Regions from separate parts of the Mus musculus genome. Here region 1 is linked to region 2. Evidence: chromatin contacts called from public HiChIP or PLAC-seq data. All regions are on one chromosome and are shown on one strand. Each heading gives the region's core, a stretch centred on a gene start, on an enhancer-like site or on the middle of the called end of the contact. The rest is flanking DNA. Distances are from core to core; before and after follow the strand shown.

Evidence for each region. HiChIP or PLAC-seq counts read pairs in DNA pulled down with a chosen protein or histone mark.
Region 1: a contact with region 2 is called in an H3K4me3 HiChIP or PLAC-seq map of intestinal villus epithelium, with 4 times the contacts expected there. The contact joins the promoter of Slc2a2 here to the enhancer-like site in region 2. A contact is called at or near these places in 4 of 484 Hi-C or Micro-C datasets (the P5424 cell line, cumulus cells and embryonic stem cells), 1 of 115 datasets of contacts at active chromatin or transcription factors (intestinal villus epithelium) and 2 of 9 other capture datasets (embryonic stem cells and pancreatic islet).

Annotation. Positions count from the first base shown.
Region 1 is chr3:28,696,368-28,701,698 of GRCm38.p6, reverse strand. It overlaps Slc2a2 (solute carrier family 2 (facilitated glucose transporter), member 2), which reads right to left and starts at 3,796. Exons shown (of 11, transcript NM_031197.2): 1 at 3,668-3,796. The coding sequence starts at 3,682.
Region 2 is chr3:28,581,587-28,587,494 of GRCm38.p6, reverse strand. The region is part of intron 12 of Tnik (TRAF2 and NCK interacting kinase); the gene reads right to left. Among named protein-coding and RNA genes, the nearest start is that of Gm52603, 100 kb to the left of the region's middle. Within about 2 kb of position 1,709, at least 12 of the 459 cell types and tissues checked have an H3K27ac peak or open chromatin away from gene starts, as enhancers often do. A contact at or near this core is called in intestinal villus epithelium, where this site is marked.

The DNA.
Region 1 (5,331 bases), core at 2,547-5,046, 110 kb before region 2:
CCTGGCTAAGGATGGTCTTCCTCCATCATCACAGCCGACAATGGCTGCCATGTCCTTGGAACATTGCAGCCCTCAGGTCCTGACAAGTCTGGAACTTTCAGGAGTGTATGATGTTAGGCTTAATGCTTCTCGATGAGCCTGGACCAGGCCATTCCATCTCAAGGTCCTGAGAGATCCTATGCTTGCAAAGTCATTAGGTGCTGTGGCTGTCTATTGAAAAACATTTGTTCATGACAGGGAATTTTTATGAAAACCACTAAGCACAAAAAAAAAAATCCCAACTACACCCATTCACCCATTCTAATGGCGAAGTGCTCGGTGGGAGCAGGTAGGCAGAGCTAAGGAAAGCAGTTTAGCTGGTATCTCATTCAGTGGAGGCCTTGGATCTCTAAAGGCTTTGCCTATTCTCTCAAAGACCCTGCTGTTTGTCAGTGCTTGAATAAGGGGGGAATGTGGAAATGGGCAGAACTTGTACAGAAGGTAAGTAGAAAAAAAATCTTAAGGTCTTTTTTTTTTCTAAATTTCTTCACAGGCCATGAGATAACTAAGCTGGAAGCATTTTTTAAAACTCAATTTTTACTTGGGGCTTAATAAATTTTGGTCAGAGAAACTAGTTCCCATGTCCAACTTAAAATATACTGCAGATACACACAGAAGGATAGAATAAGAAGAACCATAGCGAGAGGCTCAGGGCGATGGCTCAGCAGCTAAAGGCAAGTGCCACCAAACTTGGTGACAACTTGTATTCAATTCCTGGGACAAACATGGAGGAAAGTGAGAACTGACTCCTGGAAGTAGTCTTGTGTGCACATGTGCACTGTGACAAGAACACATGGTCACTGGACACACACAGCCCCCTCATACTACAATCGCACATACATACACACCACACATATTCCATACTGCACATACCACACACAGACACATATTCACACACAGACACATACCAGTCAATCACTCACACATAGACACATACCAAACAGACAAACACGATACACCTACTACACACAGACACATACCACGTAACATACCAAACACAGACACATACATGACACACACAGACACAGACACACAGACACACATCACAGACATATACCACAACACAACATACACATACTACACACACACACACACGCACACATGATACACAGAGACGCACACCACACACATATACCACAATATAACACACACACATATCAGACACAGACACACACTCTCACACAGATACATACCACACATTCACACACATCATACAGACCACATACACATCACACTTGTACATGGACACACTAATACACTTGCATGCACACACACACACACACACACACACACACACACACTACACACACACACACACAGAAAGAATAAAAAATGTTAAACAAATTAAGGAAGTAGCTGAGCCTTTACATGAGAGAAAATGTGGAATTTATTTTGTGGCTTAGAAGTCATGTGTCATCTGTTGGCATGGACAAGCAGTGGAGAAAGTCAGAAGACTGAGAAAGGGGTCCTACATGGCCTCCAGTACCCCTATGCCCCAGTTCCTTTAGCTATGGAAGAGCAGTGACAGCAGGTGGCAGGAGGATTACAGGACGGGGATGCTGTGACTGTTGACTGGAGGCATCTTGTGCTGTTCTTTAAGTAGAGGGCACACAACGGAGGTCTGTTAGTCATATGACTGTCATGTCATGACCTGGGCTTATCAACAACCATCTATCAACTTTCCATACATAATATCCAGAACCACGTGCAAAGCCCGAGAGATGATCTGCACTCTATGGCTGAGGAAGCCATGCTCAGGGAAGGTTATCCAGTCGGGGGCAGATACCCCAGCAGGGAACAGTTAAACTCCCACTGCTAAATGAAAGAATGGACTTTGCAGTGATGACTGATTGACTAGGAAAGCATATGATTTGCCTCCACGTGCTTCCAAAAGCCAGGCCAAAGGTGAGTCCACATCCAACTTAGAAAAAGGCCAGCTATGCCTCACACTGCAGGGTTTTCAGTTGCAAGGGAACTTAAGCCATAGTGTGTGTATCTGGCACCTCCATTTTCCAACAGAAGAAATGGAGAACTTAGAGAGCACCCCTTGTTTGAACTTTCTGTGCATCAAGGAGTTGTCTATGCTGACACTCTAACTCTCCTGAGCACCACCCCCTGCCTAAGCCCTTAAACTTGAGCTGAATATGCTGTTCTTTATGGCAATCCCCACACTCTCTGTGCTCTCTCCTTAGACGGTTCCCTAGCTCTTCGAAGAAAGCTTTTCTTTAGTCTCTAAAGTACAGGGAAGTTGCAGAGCCTGAGCATCCTTCCTGGGCTGGTGCTGTTAAGCACCGTCCCTTCCTCTTGACATCGTCTAGACGTCAGGCCTACGAGGGCTGCCTTTCCATAGCTGCCGACTCTGTACAGCATCCCTGTACTTACTAATTTCAGGTTCTTCGTTAGTGAATCATCATTACAGTTCTCCCTGCTATAGCTTTATCCTGAGCTATAGTACTCACAGAATCTCTATTTCTCGGTCATTCTTTAAATATGCATTGTACAAATACATAACTGACATTTAAACATTTGCCCTCTAAGCCTTCCTCATGTTGTCTTTTACTGACTCTGAGCTCCGAAGAGATCACTTCATTCACAGATCACTAAAAGAAAGCCCAGATTGCCCGTGTCATACACCAGGAGTCCTTATGTTAGCACAGTGTAGAAAACACAAAGGCCAATTGATCTAGTCCGAGTCTCAGCAGCACACACAGCATTAGAACCCACCCCCGAGCCTGGCTGATTCCACAATACGTGGTGTCCCTCACAAAAGAGCACTCCGCACAGCCTCACCAGGTCAGTGTACGAGAATCTTAACAGGGGTGAAGATTTATCAACGTCTACACCATTGCCGTATGCAGGGGTTGGGGAGAACTTGTAAGCGCAGAAGAATGACACATTCTTTTGAAGGTTTTATTTGAAAAAGCCTTCTATCTACAGAGACATTGAAATACCAGGAAAATGAAAACCCCACAGCCTTCACTTTGCTCCCCAGTAATTACCTAACACTCACCACATTGGTTTCTTAACGCGTATTGGTTTGGCTGAACCATTTAAAATTAAGCTGCAGGTTAATTGTGTCACCTCATTCCTAACGACTTCAACTGGTACTCTCCTTAAGAACAAAGGCAAAAATCCCTGTCTGATTGCAATGCTGTCACAGCCATGAATACAACACAGGCTATGCTAGTATTAGCTAAGAGTCAGCCCAAGGTCATAGTCCCCCAGATGGTGCTTCATCCGATCATTTCTTCTTCTTCCCATGGTCCAAGGTCGCCTGCAACAATCAGTTCTCAGTCTCTGAATCTAGAACTACCTTTCATTCCTGGACATTTTTTGAACATTCCAGATCCACTTTCATGATTTGAGTCCTGTTAACTTTCCCCAGATCGTGGGGGTGGTAGGTACATTCTTACAATAGCTATTCAAAACAGCAAATATCCTGAAAAGTCCGATTACTGAATAAGAACATGGAATTTGCTTAGTAGCCAAAAGGATTAGTAATTGACCAAGCAAAGAGGTAGCCTGGACCTGTGGTAACTGCATCCAGTGCCAGCGTATAAGTTCACTGCCTTAAATAGATTCCCAACCTCCTCAAAACCAAAGCCAAAGGACCCCAAGGTCGCTGTACCTTGTCTTCTGACATTGTGTGTGTGTGGAATTGTCCTCTTAATCCAGGTCCTGTACTGAATGTGGATGAATAGCTGACCAGCCAGAGTGCTCACTCTACCTGGTTATACATTGTAGGAGGAGGAGGAGCAAAGAGAGGTAGTTCTGACCTTTTTAACAGAAGCTGAGTATTGATGGTAATCCAATCAATACACCCTTTACCCCAATGACTTGTGGCTTGAGCACAGTAGCAGGTCTCATAAGTATAAGTTACAAACCAGAGACAGACCCATTTTCAGCCTGATAAGTGTGGCAGAAATGGGACAGGGACAGCTGAGAGGGGCAGCCTGTGGGGTCTTTTGTGGAAGCCGAGGCATGCAGTGGTGTCGGGAAGACAAAGTTGGGAGGGCACAGAGCAGTTTGTTCTGCAGAAAATTAGTTCTGTGGGCTCTGTGGCCACAGAGTGTGGCAGCATCGGTTATCTGTGTGAGGTGTGGAGGGATCTGCACTGGGGTTGGAATCACAGCATTTTAGTGAGGATGAACTTAAGCGAGTCAAACCCTGTGACTTTTCTGTGTCTTAGGTTTCTACTGTTTGATTTTTGGCCTGATAAAATAGGGAAGATAGCACACTCATTTTGTTTTGTTGAGGGGATTAAGGGAAATAACGTGATAAATGTTTGGCACAGAAAAAGTTCTCAGTAGATAGTGGCAATGTGCTTTCTACTGTTATTATTAAGTCAGTGTATCTCAAGATGAGAGTGCGGAGCCAGATGCGGTGGCGCACATCTATAATGCTCTAACTGGGGAGGCTGTGCATTGGAGACTCACTGGATCACATGAGAGTTGTAGGATAGCCTTGGCTACACATAGAGAGCCTGGTTGGGAGCCGTAGTGTGCTTGCTATAGCCTTGGCTTTCCAGTGAATTCTGCTTACGTGTCTTGACCCTGTTTCTTCCTAGGAATCCCCTGTGGCATCTGATACAAAAATACTGGGGGAGATACCAAAGTTTGGGTAGCTTCCCTGGGACTGCCAGCTGTGGTCACTGCCATCCACACAGTCCATCTGGATGGAGCCAGTTTACAGCAGAGGAAATGTAAGAACCGGTGGCCAAATGACAGGAACATGAAGGTCGGAAGGAAACTGGGTTTAATTAGTCTGACGTTTTCCCATCTCTTCTCATTCATTCATTCATCCATTCATTCATTCTCTGTCTCTCTCTCTCTGTCTGTCTCTCTGTATATGTGTTATATGTGTACTCCTCTGTGTGAAGGCCAGGAATCAGTATTGAGAGTCTTCCTCTATTACCCTATTATCCTGTCTCTATTTGCGACAGGACCTCAGAGACTCTGAAAGCCATACGTGTGGGCAAGCTGACAGGCCAACGGATCCACTCCAGTGCAGGGATTATAGGCACTGTCAGGCCATGCCTAGATTTTTGTTGTTTTTAATGTGTGTCCACATTTCTGTAAGGTGACAACACGGGAGGCAAACAACTAAGTTCAAAGCCCAAACTTCAGCAGAGCTCAGCATGGTTGTATGCTCTAACTTATCACCAATGAGACCCAGTCACCTCCTGCCAGGACTTTACACTGAAGTGGGGACACAGCGTGCAATGTCTTAGAAGGCAGGCATGGAAAGGGCTAATAGCAGTGACATTAATCTTTATAGCGTTCCCTTCCGTGC
Region 2 (5,908 bases), core at 460-2,959:
TTTATTTAAGGCATGAGGAGGGGAGTTGAGGGGGTAACAGAGGCAGAGAAAGAGAGAGAGAGACAGAGAGACACAGAGATAGAGAGAGACAGATACAGAGACAGAGACAGGGGCTGGCCATGAGCATGTGGAGGGGGGAGAGGAATGGGGAGAAAGGGGGAAGAGAGTAAGGAAGGAGGAATAAGAAGAGAAGAGAGGAAGAGAGCAAGACAGTGAGGAGGGGGCAAACAGCCCCTTTTATAGTGAGTCAGGCACATCTAGCTCTTGCCAGTGCGGCAGAGGCTAGACTAAATGCCAACCAATTCTTTAAAGTCTCTAATAAGACCATAATAGTGTCCTTTACAAATAATTGTTTAATGACTGAATCAGGGTTGTAGGTTGAATCAGATACTCTCCTCTAAACTTTTAATGCAGTGGTCCAATAGGTGACTTTCAAAGTTTATTTGTTCTGAGGGCCAGAGCAAGGATGTGCTGCTGTGGAGAGGAAAACAACAACAACAACAACAACAACAACAACAACAACAACAACAACAGATTCAGGATCAGAAGCGAAATCAAGAGTTCTGGGTTGCCCCTGGAGGGTTCCAGGGTGACTTCCTGGAAGCAGTGAGAGGGAGGACTCCCGCTGAGACTGTCACAGATCCAGTCTTGTTGAAGACTGGAAAGCAGCTGATGGGAGCTGATACCCAGCTTCTCAGGAAGAGCCTCAATCTTTCTCCTCATCTCAGGGGCTCTCTGATCAAAGCTTCTCTGAATGAAAGCACTACTGGGGCCACACATCACGTGTGCTTCTGACCTTGAAGGGGACTGTCCACATCGAGCTTTCCAGGAGCTGTACTTGTGACACAGACATTCATACACCTGGAAATCCCACGTTGGCTTAGCATTTGCCCAATTTTGAACTTGGGAAAGACCATTGAAGACTAACCATTGTAGACTTAGGGCAGTCGTACCCGTGACATGCCTTACACTTGAGAGTAGGATCCTAAGCTTTTGTCTTGTAAGAGGTAGGGCACAAGAATGATGAGGTGGCCAGACACCTCTGATTTTATAACACAAGAGTGTAATAAATAGAATAAAAGAAATACTCAAGCCAAGTAATAGGATCAAAGTTCTGTGAGCTTGTGATATCATGTACCTCTGTGATATCATGTTCAGTCCTGAGGCTGTTACTCATGTAGTTTCCCTTCCCCTTGAGCCAGATACACTCCTCACTTCCACTGCACAGACAAGGAAACTACCGCACCCAGGCAAGCATCTTGCCTAAGTCCAGTCCTTGGTAGGTGGAGAGCCAGTGCATACACTTTGCATAGTTCTGACACATGCATGTAGGCCCAGTGAAACATGCTCTGTTCTTCTCGTAGTTTTCCCTTTTCTGTCTCGATCCTGTCCTTTCCCCTTTCTTCATAGAAACAATAACCAGAGAGCCATGGGAAAGCTAGACAGACTAGCAATACTCCATCCTTTTGCTTCTACATTTGTTCTAATCAGTGGCCAGAAGGAAGCCTCTTTTCCACTCAAGGCGACCTTTGGTCAGCAGGAAGCCCGTGGCTAAGCTCACAAGGTACGCATGTGCAAGCTGGTCTTTATGAACAAAAGGAGGAAGACAGGTTCTAGGTTGATTTTTTTTTCCCTGAGCAAGCTTAACGAAGCAATCTAATTCTGTCTCTGCTATGAATAGTGGTTAATGTGATTATTCACGAGCTCCCGCTTATCTCCCAAGTCTCAGTTTCCCTAGGAACAGCGACTGGGACTTCCCAGGTACCTCCACACAGAGGAAAAAGAATGGTCCAATGGTCATCCCTAACACACAAGGCTCTATAGCTTAGTATTAACATCAAACACAGATAAAAACTCTTCAGATTCCTGCCCTAGCATTCTCAAGCCTTAGTGAGAGACCCTGGAGTTGAGTGCTATTGAAGCAAGTATATTATAAAAGAGTTTGTGGACATTCCCTTCACAGAGAGAGCCATTCTAGCATTCTGAGTAGACACTGAAGGCACTAAATTATATCCCCTGTAGACTGGAAAACTCTTTAAACATTTCCTGTGCTGAAGATATTTGGCAGGATTTATTTGAATGTAGAGATATCACAATGACTCAACAAATAACAAGGTATATTTTTCAACATTATTTGTTTAAAAAAAATCGGAATGTGGTACCTAAAGCCCATGGGTTTGTAACGAGACAGGGCAGCAAGTAAGTGAGCCAATTGGAAAAAAAATGCTGCTGCAGGGATTCTTGCTTTTTGAGAAAAATTGGCTGAGATCACTGCCCAGGTGATGGTCTACTCAAGTCGTTCACAGAAGGAAACAAGAGTAGAAATGAAAACAGTTTCACCTCAATGTCACATGAAAAAACATGTCAATGAAGAAAAAAACCATTCTGTTGTTCACTTCTGTTTAGGTTAGGAATAACTAAGAAAATTGAGATACAAGACACATGGACTCACCATGATCAAAGAGGCTCTGAGCAGACCCTGCATGATGGAGGTCATGTCTGTGACCTGTGATGCCTGTCCAGGCAGGCTTTGACTAATTCTTCATGCATGTCATAAAAGGCACTCTAGATACACCAGGGGTTAGTACCTGTCCAGTTCTAATCTTATTTTGTAACAGTAGATGCTGTAGGCATAAGATACCAGGTAGTTCTTGCAAAGCACCGGAACGGGTTTGTGTGGTGGTGAGGACATTTCAGCGGCATCTCTTAACTGTAGCATTGAGATTAAACCTCTCCCTCCACAGGGTTCAGGAACTGCAGACAAAGTCAGACCATCTGCTACAAAAACCAAGCCCTCTGGAACTCACTGAGGCATCCTCCCTTTTGTTGTTTGTCTTGGGACATGGTCATGCATAGCCCAAGCTGGCCTCAAATTTGTTATAGATACCATACTAACCTTGAACTCCTGATATTTCTGCTTCCTTCTCCCAAGTGCTGGGATTGCAGGCATATGTCACTGTGCCCAGTATTACCAGATACTGTTAGAAACATATTTTATAAATTAATTCAATCTTTCAGGTGATCACTATCCACTTTGTAAATGAGTAAACTGATAAACAGAGAAATTTGGGTTTGTTTAAGATGACTAAGGCAGAAACTGGGAGGGTGGTGATTGGGAGCAAAGCTGACATGTACCCATCTTCTTTGTGAACTAGCCACTCCCAGCGCTCTATGTTTCTATCTATGGGTCTTGTTTAGATCTTGGTAGGAGTCAAGCCTTGATAGTAACTGCAAGATTATAATTGATACGTGTGGTGGTCAGATTTAAATGTCAACTTGCCACAACTGAGAAATCATCTGTGAGTGGAGCCTCAACTGAGGAATTGTCTAGATCAGCATGCCGATGGAGGACTGTCTTGATTGCTGACTGATGTGGGAAGACCATCCCACCGTGGGCAGCACCATTCCCTGCGCAGGTAGTCCTGGACAGCATATTTGAAGAAACCTAGTTAAGTATGAGCAGCCTAGCAAGAAGGCAGCATGGATGTGTTTATTTCTTTCTGCTATTGATTACAGATTTGATGTGACTAACTGCTTTGAATTTCTGCTTTTTGAGTTTTTTTTCCTTCAATGATTGTCTGCAACACGAAGTTGTAAGACAAACTCCTTCTTCCCTAAGATGCTTTGGCAAGGTCTTTTATCAGAGCAACACATACAAAACTAAGACAGTGACAGAAATACAGGAAAGAGCATCTTTCAAATGACAGAGCTTTGGCAGAAGAAAGGCCCATGGGCTCCTCTGGCAAAAGCAGAGTTACCAAGGTAGCAGCAGGTGGCCCCACTAAGTGAGGAGATCCCTAGTGATGCTATCTGTGCTGGACAGGCTAATGACTACGTAGATAAGCCAACAGCAGGCAGAAAGCCGAGTGACACACACAAAAAAAAAGGCACCCCAAAGTAGTGGACAGGGAAGCCACATTAGTTAAAATAGAATGAAGACATTATCTTTATAATGCCTAACACAAATAATACCTGGTGGCTTACTCTTTTAACGGTTGCAGAGCACAACCAAGCATCTGTGCAAAAGCTCTCCACTCATTCCTTAGGTTCTGCACAGGGCTAAGCCTTTTGTGCTTGTGGTTTTCACATAGTTCTCATAATAATCTTTTCAAGCAAATACAGTTATGCTGAACATACAGGTAAAGAAACTGAGGTTCCTCCCAGAGACTGAACCACCAACCACAGAGCAAGCATGGACTGGACATAGACTCCCCCCCCCCCCTGCACATATGTGGTAGATCTTCATGCCGGTCCCCCAAAAGCTGGAGCCGGGGGCTGTCCCTGACTCTGTAGCCTGCCTATGGATCCTGTTCCCCTAACTGGGCCGCCTTCTCTGGCCTCAGTAGGATAGGATGTGCCTAGCCCTGCAGTGACTTGACATGCTGGGGCAAGGGGAATGGGGGGGTGGAGATGAGAGGGGAATGGGGGGAGGAGAGTACTCCTGTGTGAGGGGGTACTAGGAGGAGAGGGGTGGCTGATATTGGAAATTAAAGTGAATAAATAAATTAATTAAAATAACAATTAAAAAAGAGAAAAAAAGCTAAGGCTTGACAAGATTAAGTAAACTGCCCAAGACCATTGAGTTAGGATTAAATCTGGCCTCCAGGCCTACGAAGTTGATGTAGGTTACCCTGATACCTACTTACCAGACTGCTGCCCGTTCCACCACATCCTGAGTGGGGGGTGTAACAAGTGTTCATTCCCAAGAAAGAGAAGGTGCTCGTCTTCTGGTACATTTATTCTCATAAACTCAAGGTTTCACTGCACACAGGAAGAAGCTCAAATGCTGGAAACTCGTTTGACTTTGGTCAGGAAAGGCAGCAGTTACTGCTTCTGGAACTTTATGTGTTGGCGATTTGCTCAAGGTTTCTGCTAATCGCCTGGTTTACTCCTCCTAATAGCTGCATGAGGTGCTATTGTTAGCCCCAGTTTTATACTTGTAGAAACTGAGGCTGAGGAAAGCTAAAGAAAGCACCCAGGGTCCCACAGAAAAAAGGAAGCTGTGATCTGGGCCTCGCTGGGAGTCATGAGCGCCTGAAGCTGACTTGTTTGAATTTTGCTTTGAGATAGGCTCTTGAAATCTGTCATAAACTGGCCTTGAACTCATAGAAACCCTCCTGCTTCTGACTCCCAAGTACTGAGGTTACAGGTCTGGACCATCACATCTGTTTTTTTTAGTTGGTGTTGTTGACCTAAATCCTTCTCTATTAATGTTTTTCACTTACTTGTGTATGAGTGTGTGTCTGTCATTGTGCTATGGTGCATGTGTGATGTTCAGGGGGAAAATTGTGGGAGTTGGTTCTCTCCTGTTACCATCTGGGTCCTAGGGAGCAAACTCAGGTGAGTATGCTTAGACGCAAGCTGTTTCCCACTGAGCCTGCAGGGTGGCCCCACACACAGAGGCTCTTAAAGAGATAGGCACCACCCACCCTTTCCCTGCTTTGGAGTGAGGGCTATGCTACAGCACCTCAGAGAAACTATTTAGATTCTAAGAACACCTACTCTCCCCAGTGGCTCCTTTAGATATAAGTCCCTGCCATATAATCTCAGTGAGGTGGTATCTGATTCTGACAGAAGAGTCAGTGTCAAGAGCAGACATGAGCCGCTGACAGCAAACAGGATAGCACCAAACTATAAACATACCCCAGATCTAATCACTAGGTGGGTCTCCTTACAGTGGCCTGCAATCCTAGATCTGACACATTGTTTAGAAGATCTGTCCACCTGATGGCTGTTGACATCTAATTCTCCATTTTCCTGGTTAGTCTGCAGTACAACTCTAATGGGGACAGCAAGTTTACCCACTCACATCCCTGGGGAGAACAGGAAGCAGGGGAGGGGAGGGCTGAAGGCAACAGAGTCCTAGAATCAGCTTGACCTATTGTGAGTTACGGTATTCCTGTTAAAA